Regions from separate parts of the Mus musculus genome. Here region 1 is linked to region 2. The links are chromatin contacts, called in public HiChIP or PLAC-seq maps. All regions are on one chromosome and are shown on one strand. Each heading gives the region's core, a stretch centred on a gene start, on an enhancer-like site or on the middle of the called end of the contact. The rest is flanking DNA. Distances are from core to core; before and after follow the strand shown. Region 1 overlaps Manbal (mannosidase, beta A, lysosomal-like). Region 2 overlaps Ndrg3 (N-myc downstream regulated gene 3).

Region 1 (2,973 bases), core at 335-2,834, 390 kb before region 2:
TTTATTTATTTACATTTTGGTTTTTTGTTTTGTTTTCCAAGACAGTCCCTTTAAGCAGCCCTGGCTATCCTGGAACTCAGAGATCTGGCTCCCTTCCTGACTGTGACTCCCACATGATGGCATGCAGATGTGCCTTACCGGACTCTAAACTACAGGTCTGAATGGAGAGACACAGTGATAAGGGAAAGCCCAGCCCATAAGTGGAAAGCTGAGAGATAGGTAACAGGGAGACCAGCCAGCCTCAGCTCACCTCTCCTCTCACCAGCCCTCTCCTAGTCTCTTTTTTAAAGACAAGGTTTCTCTGTGTAGCCCTGGCTATCCCAGAACTTCCTCAGTAGACCAGGCTAGCCTAGATCTGCCTGCTGAGTGCTGGGATTAAAGGCTTTTGCCCCCACCACCTGGCTCCTATTCCACTTTAAAAAAAAAAAAAGATTTATTTTTATTTTATGTGCATTGGTGTTTTGTCTGCATATATGTCTGTCAGATCCCCTGTAAGTGGAGTTATAGACAAGTGTGAGTTGAACCCTGGTCCTCTGGAAGAACAGCCTGTGCTCTTAACTACTAAGGTATCTCTCCAGCCCCATCCTCTTCCACTCTTAAGACCCTGGTGACGCTGGAAGAACTGCCTATGGCTCTCCAAGAATCCTGAGTCCTCCATGAAGCTGCGATCTGTCCAGAGCAGCCTTCCACCCATGCCTGCTGTTCAAAACCCTATTCTAACTCCAAGCCTGAGCACAAGGGTCACCCTCCCCATCAGGCCTTTGTGTCATCCTCCCCCTTTGCCTCTTTATTGAGGCACCTACAAATGGCTTCCTTTTGCCACCCCAACATTAAAGGGACAAATGCACTGTGGTATTGGTTGTCACAGATGTCACAGACTGCCATCCCGTGCACTCCCCAGGGAACTCTGAGCCACACAATGCAGTGCTCATGATCCACATGTGGCCCCAGGTGTGGCTAGTCTGAACTGAATGACAGTTAAATTAATTTAAATACAGACAAATTTCAAGCCTTATTATGAACGAATGTAAACAACCTCATCAACAACGTTTATGTTGATTATATGATGAAGTGGCATGCTGTCAAATTACTAAAACTAATTTAACTTAATTTGAAAAAAAGTTGGAGAACTTATTTCATGTTGTCAAAATTTACTAGAAAACTAAGGTAATCAAAGCAGAGCTACTGACATGAGGACAGACGGACAGACAGACAGACAGAGAGCTCCAAATAAACATTCACAGGCAGGAGAGGACAGACTTTAAACAAGTGCTACCAAGAAACAGTGTCCACACACAAACACAAACCAACTTGTACTTCATACAAAGATTAATTCAAACCGGCCCAAGATCTAAATTTCAGAGTCCAAACTATAAAACCATTAGGACTCTCTTGGGGGAAATCTCTATGGTACTGGGTTTGGCAGTGGTTTCCGGGATGTGACATCAAAGGCACAAGTTACAAAAGAAAGGAGTCAATTAAACTCCACAAAAAGATCAAGACCTTTTGTTCACAGAGGACATTCCTCGGAGAGTGAAAGGCAGCCCAGAGAATGGATGGAGACATTCGTGAGTCATACTGACAGTAAAGGTCTGGCATTCCGATAGACAAAGAACTTCCACGCGGCAACAATATAACAGAGCATGGGTGGAGAGAGGGTTCAGCTGGCTAAGGCACCTGCCACCTCCAAGCCTCACAACCTGAATTTGATCCCTGGGACCGCATGATGGAAGGAAAGATCAGACTCCCGAAAGCTGTCTTCTGACCATCAGGTACATGCCGTAGCGAGTGTTGTGATCATAAAAGGAGAAAGAGCTATAAGAATATGTTCTATCTGGGTGTGGGGGAAGGGGGTGCCCTGGCGGGCCTATGAGGAGGCATCCTCGCCCCCTAAGAGACCAGCCACTGGTATAGAACAGAGTTTATTTAGGGTATGGGGAGGGGAATTAACAGAATAGTAGAGGCAGAGAAAGGCAGAGAGGAGAGAATTAGAGGTTACCATGACCACCTGGAGAGAGGGAGAAAGGGGGTGGGGGGTGGGGGGAGGCAAGCGGGAAGCAAGAGTAGGAGAGAGAGGAGGAGGGGCCAAGCAGCCCCTTTTATAGTGGGCCAGGCCTACCTGGCTCTTGCCAGGTAACTGTGGGGAGGAGCGTACCTGGCTGCTTTTAGGAACTGTGGGGATGTTTAGACTACCAACAGCAAGTGTGCCTCTGACCCCTAAAAATCAGCATAAAAACAAACTAAATAAGTGGGGGGAGGGGCAGTCAGTTCAAGTCTGCAATCCCAGTAGTCAGCTAGAAGATGAGCTCACAGTCAGCCTGTGCTACACAAACTGCCAGTGTGGGCAAAACCAGGAGGGTGAGGTTGGTGACAAGTCTCCGTGGGGCCTGATTTTGATCTTGGATAGACTTGATGGAAGCCCAGAACCAACTGCCCCAAGTTTCTCTCTCTCTCTCTCTCTCTCTCTCTCTCTTTCTCTCTCTCTCTCTCTCTCTCTCTCTCTCTCTCTCTCTCACACACACACACACACACACACACACACAGAGTGGGGTTTAAAATGAAGAAAAAAAAAGTATACCAAGAAGCACAGGTGGGCACCAAGCATCAGTAAAACTGTGGAGAAACTGGAAGCTGTGTGCATTGCTGTCTTAGTTACTGCTCTATTCTGTGAAGACACACCACGACCAAGGCAACTCTCAAAACAAACTATTTAATTGAGGGCCCGCTTACAGGTTCGGACGGCTGGTCCTTGATCATCGCAGCAGCATGCAGACAGGCATGGCATCGAGGCAGTAGCTGCGAGCTTTATTTAGATCCTGACCCACAGTCAGCAGGCAGAGAGTCTGGGCCTAGTGTGGACTTTCAAAACCTCAAAGTCCCCCTCACAGTGCCTCACCTCCTCCAAAGGGGCCACACTTCAAAATCCTTCTCAAACAGTTTGAAAGAGTAATAAACTCAATGCTCCAAGGTATG
Region 2 (2,869 bases), core at 182-2,681:
ATGATCTTTCCCAAGGTTCCACCAACAGGGACCAAGTATTCAAATATATGAGTCCGTAGGGGCCATTTTCATCCAAACTGCCACCGAAACCAAACCTGAAAATATAAAAAAGAATTAGTGATCAGTTGGCATCAAACAGGAAAAATTGTTAATAGAGACTTGTCCAAGATCTGGATGCAGAATGCTAATGTTCAAATCCTTCCTCTGCTGCTTGCTAACTGTGTGGCCTCTGTCAAATTACAAAGCTAAGCTGTGCCTCAGCATCTTTATCTGTCAGGGGGACAATGCTTAGCTTACAAGTGTCAGAATATAACATAAAATAATGAATGGGGGCTGGCAAGATGGCTCAGTGGGTAAGAGCACTGACTGCTCTACCGAAGTCCTGAGTTCAAATCCCAGCAACCACATGGTGGCTCACAACCACTCGTAGTGAGATCTGATGCCCTCTTCTGGAGTGTCTGAAGTCAGCTACAGTGTACCTATTTATAATAATAAATAAATCTTTGGGCTCGAATAAATAAAACAGAGACTGAGTAAGTGGGGTCGACCAGAGTGAACAGAGGTCCTAAAATTCAATTCCCAACACACATGAAGGCTCACAACCATCTGTACAGCTACAGTGTACTCATATACATTAAATAAATAAATAAATCCTTAAAAAATAAAATAAGGGGGCTGGTGAGATGGCTCAGTGGGTAAGAGCACCCGACTGCTCTTCCGAAGGTCCAGAGTTCAAATCCCAGCAACCACATGGTGGCTCACAACCATCTGTAACATGATCTGACTCCCTTTTCTGGTGTGTCTGAAGACAGCAACAGTGTACTTACATATAATAATAAATAAATCTTTAAAAAAAAAAAGATATCCTTTAAAAAAAAAAATAAATAAAATAAAATAAAATAAAATAAAATAATGAATGGATAAAGTGCTGATTCTGGTACCTGACATTGGGAAAGCACTCAGTAACTGGCAGGTATGAACACAAAGTACTTCAGGGCTGTTGTTTGTCCTTGTTTGTCCATTCAGACTGTAGAAAGGAACGGATTGTTTTCAGGGATTCTGCCTTTAGCTGGTAGGAACCCGGAGCTCTTCCAAGCTCCATACCAGGCCTTGCCAACAGTAGCTTCCCTAATGTCTTGAGCTGCGTCCTTCAAGAGGGGAAGGCAGAAGGGTGTGCATCTGGCACTGGAGTTGCTTTAGATAAACCCTATGTTAGAAAGCTCCCTGCTGGTTGGGAGTCTGTAATTAACAAGATCTGTCTGTGGGGATTGCTCTGTCCTAGCAGTTATCTGTATCAAGAACCTGGAATGAATACAATGAGCACATAGGGCAGACTCAGATTTCCAACTTGGCAGGCCCCGAAAGTCTACTTCCCACCTGCTGCCAGAGCCCAAGAATGACCCAGCAAAAGGGTGGGTCTGTTATGAGGGGTGTGGTTGACCTTATCCAGGGCCAAGGAGAAGCAAGTGTATTTCCTGTTAGAATGAAGATCTATGGGTATACCTTAACAGCTGCCTTTGACCTTCACTCCCCTATTTTGCTTATGTAGGAAGGAAGGCAGCTTCTGAAACTATTTCTCCTTGTAGCAAGATGCCCACATTTTCATTTGTGTAGGAATAATCTGTGAGCTAGGTTTTTTTTTTTTAAAGGCTTGTTCCGTGGTTTGTTTATTTGGCTTCTCAGGCTGTCTCTCGAGATCCTTTGCTTCCTTAAGGGCCCCCAGGAGACAGCAGTGAAACCAACATCCATTATCCTAGATACTTGGGAGGATGTTTAAGTCAATGGTTTCATGATTAGATTAATTCAGGCTTTAAGCCTGACAGAACTTAAGAGCCAAGTCATCATATAATTGTGTTTCTTATAGATGTATGGAATGTAGCCCAGTATCCTAGAATATCTTTCAGAATCTGGGCTTGGTGTCTAAACAGTGGTCTTAGCCCTATACACATTCAGGTGCATGAACCTAGTTCAATTTTCTGTGTCTCTTTCCTTATTGGAGGAAGGGGTCACTGTTGAAGACCAGTGCTTCTTAGCCCTGGTTAAGAATTACCCAAAGAGCTTTAAAAAAACAAAACAAAACAAAACAAAACAAAACAAAAAAACGCTTAAGCCCTGCCCCAAACAATTAAAATGATCTTTTGGATTGAGGCCATGTATTGATATTCTTTAAAGCTCCCAGGTCCAACTATAGCTAAGAAAACTGTAAACAATATGAACAAAGATTTTGTGTGCTTTTAACTTAAATATTTAAATTTATAAGAATTTCATACCCTAGTATTGTATCTGTCTACTTGCTCCTCTTCTCCCTCTAGCTCATGTATCTTCTCACAACTCCTAAAATTTATGTTCTCTTCTATAATAATAATAATAATAATAATAATAATAATAATAATAATCTCTTATATCTATAAATATACACACACAGCCTGGTTAGTCCATTTAGTGTTGTCTTTATGTATATGTGTTTAGGGCTGATTATTTTGGATTAAGTAACTTCTCAGGGAGTTTGTCCCTAGAAAAAACTGAGTGTTCCTCCCTCAGCAGCCATTGATTTCCAGTAGCTCTTCATCTAATGTGGGTCTTATGAGATTTCCCCCATCTAACATGTCAGCTTCTGTTGTCATTACGCATGTTGTCTTTGTTAGAGCTTTACTGCTGTGAAGAGACACCATGACCAAGGCAACTCTTATAAAGGACAACATTTAACTGGGGCTGGCTTACAGGTTCAGAGGTTCCATTATCATCATGTCGAGAAACATGGCAGAATCTAGGCAGCCATGGTACTTATTGGAGGAGCTAAGAGTTCTACATCTTCATCCAATGGAAGCCAGTGGCAGACTGTTTCCAGGCAGCTAGGAGGAGGGTCTCA

The links. HiChIP or PLAC-seq counts read pairs in DNA pulled down with a chosen protein or histone mark.
Region 1: an H3K27ac HiChIP or PLAC-seq map of embryonic stem cells shows a contact between it and region 2, with 6 read pairs. The contact joins two enhancer-like sites. A contact is called at or near these places in 3 of 39 promoter capture datasets (erythroid cells, liver and pre-B cells) and 1 of 115 datasets of contacts at active chromatin or transcription factors (embryonic stem cells).

The regions. Positions count from the first base shown.
Region 1 is chr2:157,375,137-157,378,109 of GRCm38.p6, reverse strand. All of the region lies in intron 1 of Manbal (mannosidase, beta A, lysosomal-like), which reads right to left. Among named protein-coding and RNA genes, the nearest start is that of Manbal, 9.0 kb to the right of the region's middle. Within about 2 kb of position 1,584, at least 89 of the 459 cell types and tissues checked have an H3K27ac peak or open chromatin away from gene starts, as enhancers often do. A contact at or near this core is called in embryonic stem cells, where this site is marked.
Region 2 is chr2:156,981,498-156,984,366 of GRCm38.p6, reverse strand. All of the region lies in intron 1 of Ndrg3 (N-myc downstream regulated gene 3), which reads left to right. Among named protein-coding and RNA genes, the nearest start is that of Ndrg3, 9.2 kb to the left of the region's middle. Within about 2 kb of position 1,431, at least 58 of the 459 cell types and tissues checked have an H3K27ac peak or open chromatin away from gene starts, as enhancers often do. A contact at or near this core is called in embryonic stem cells, where this site is marked.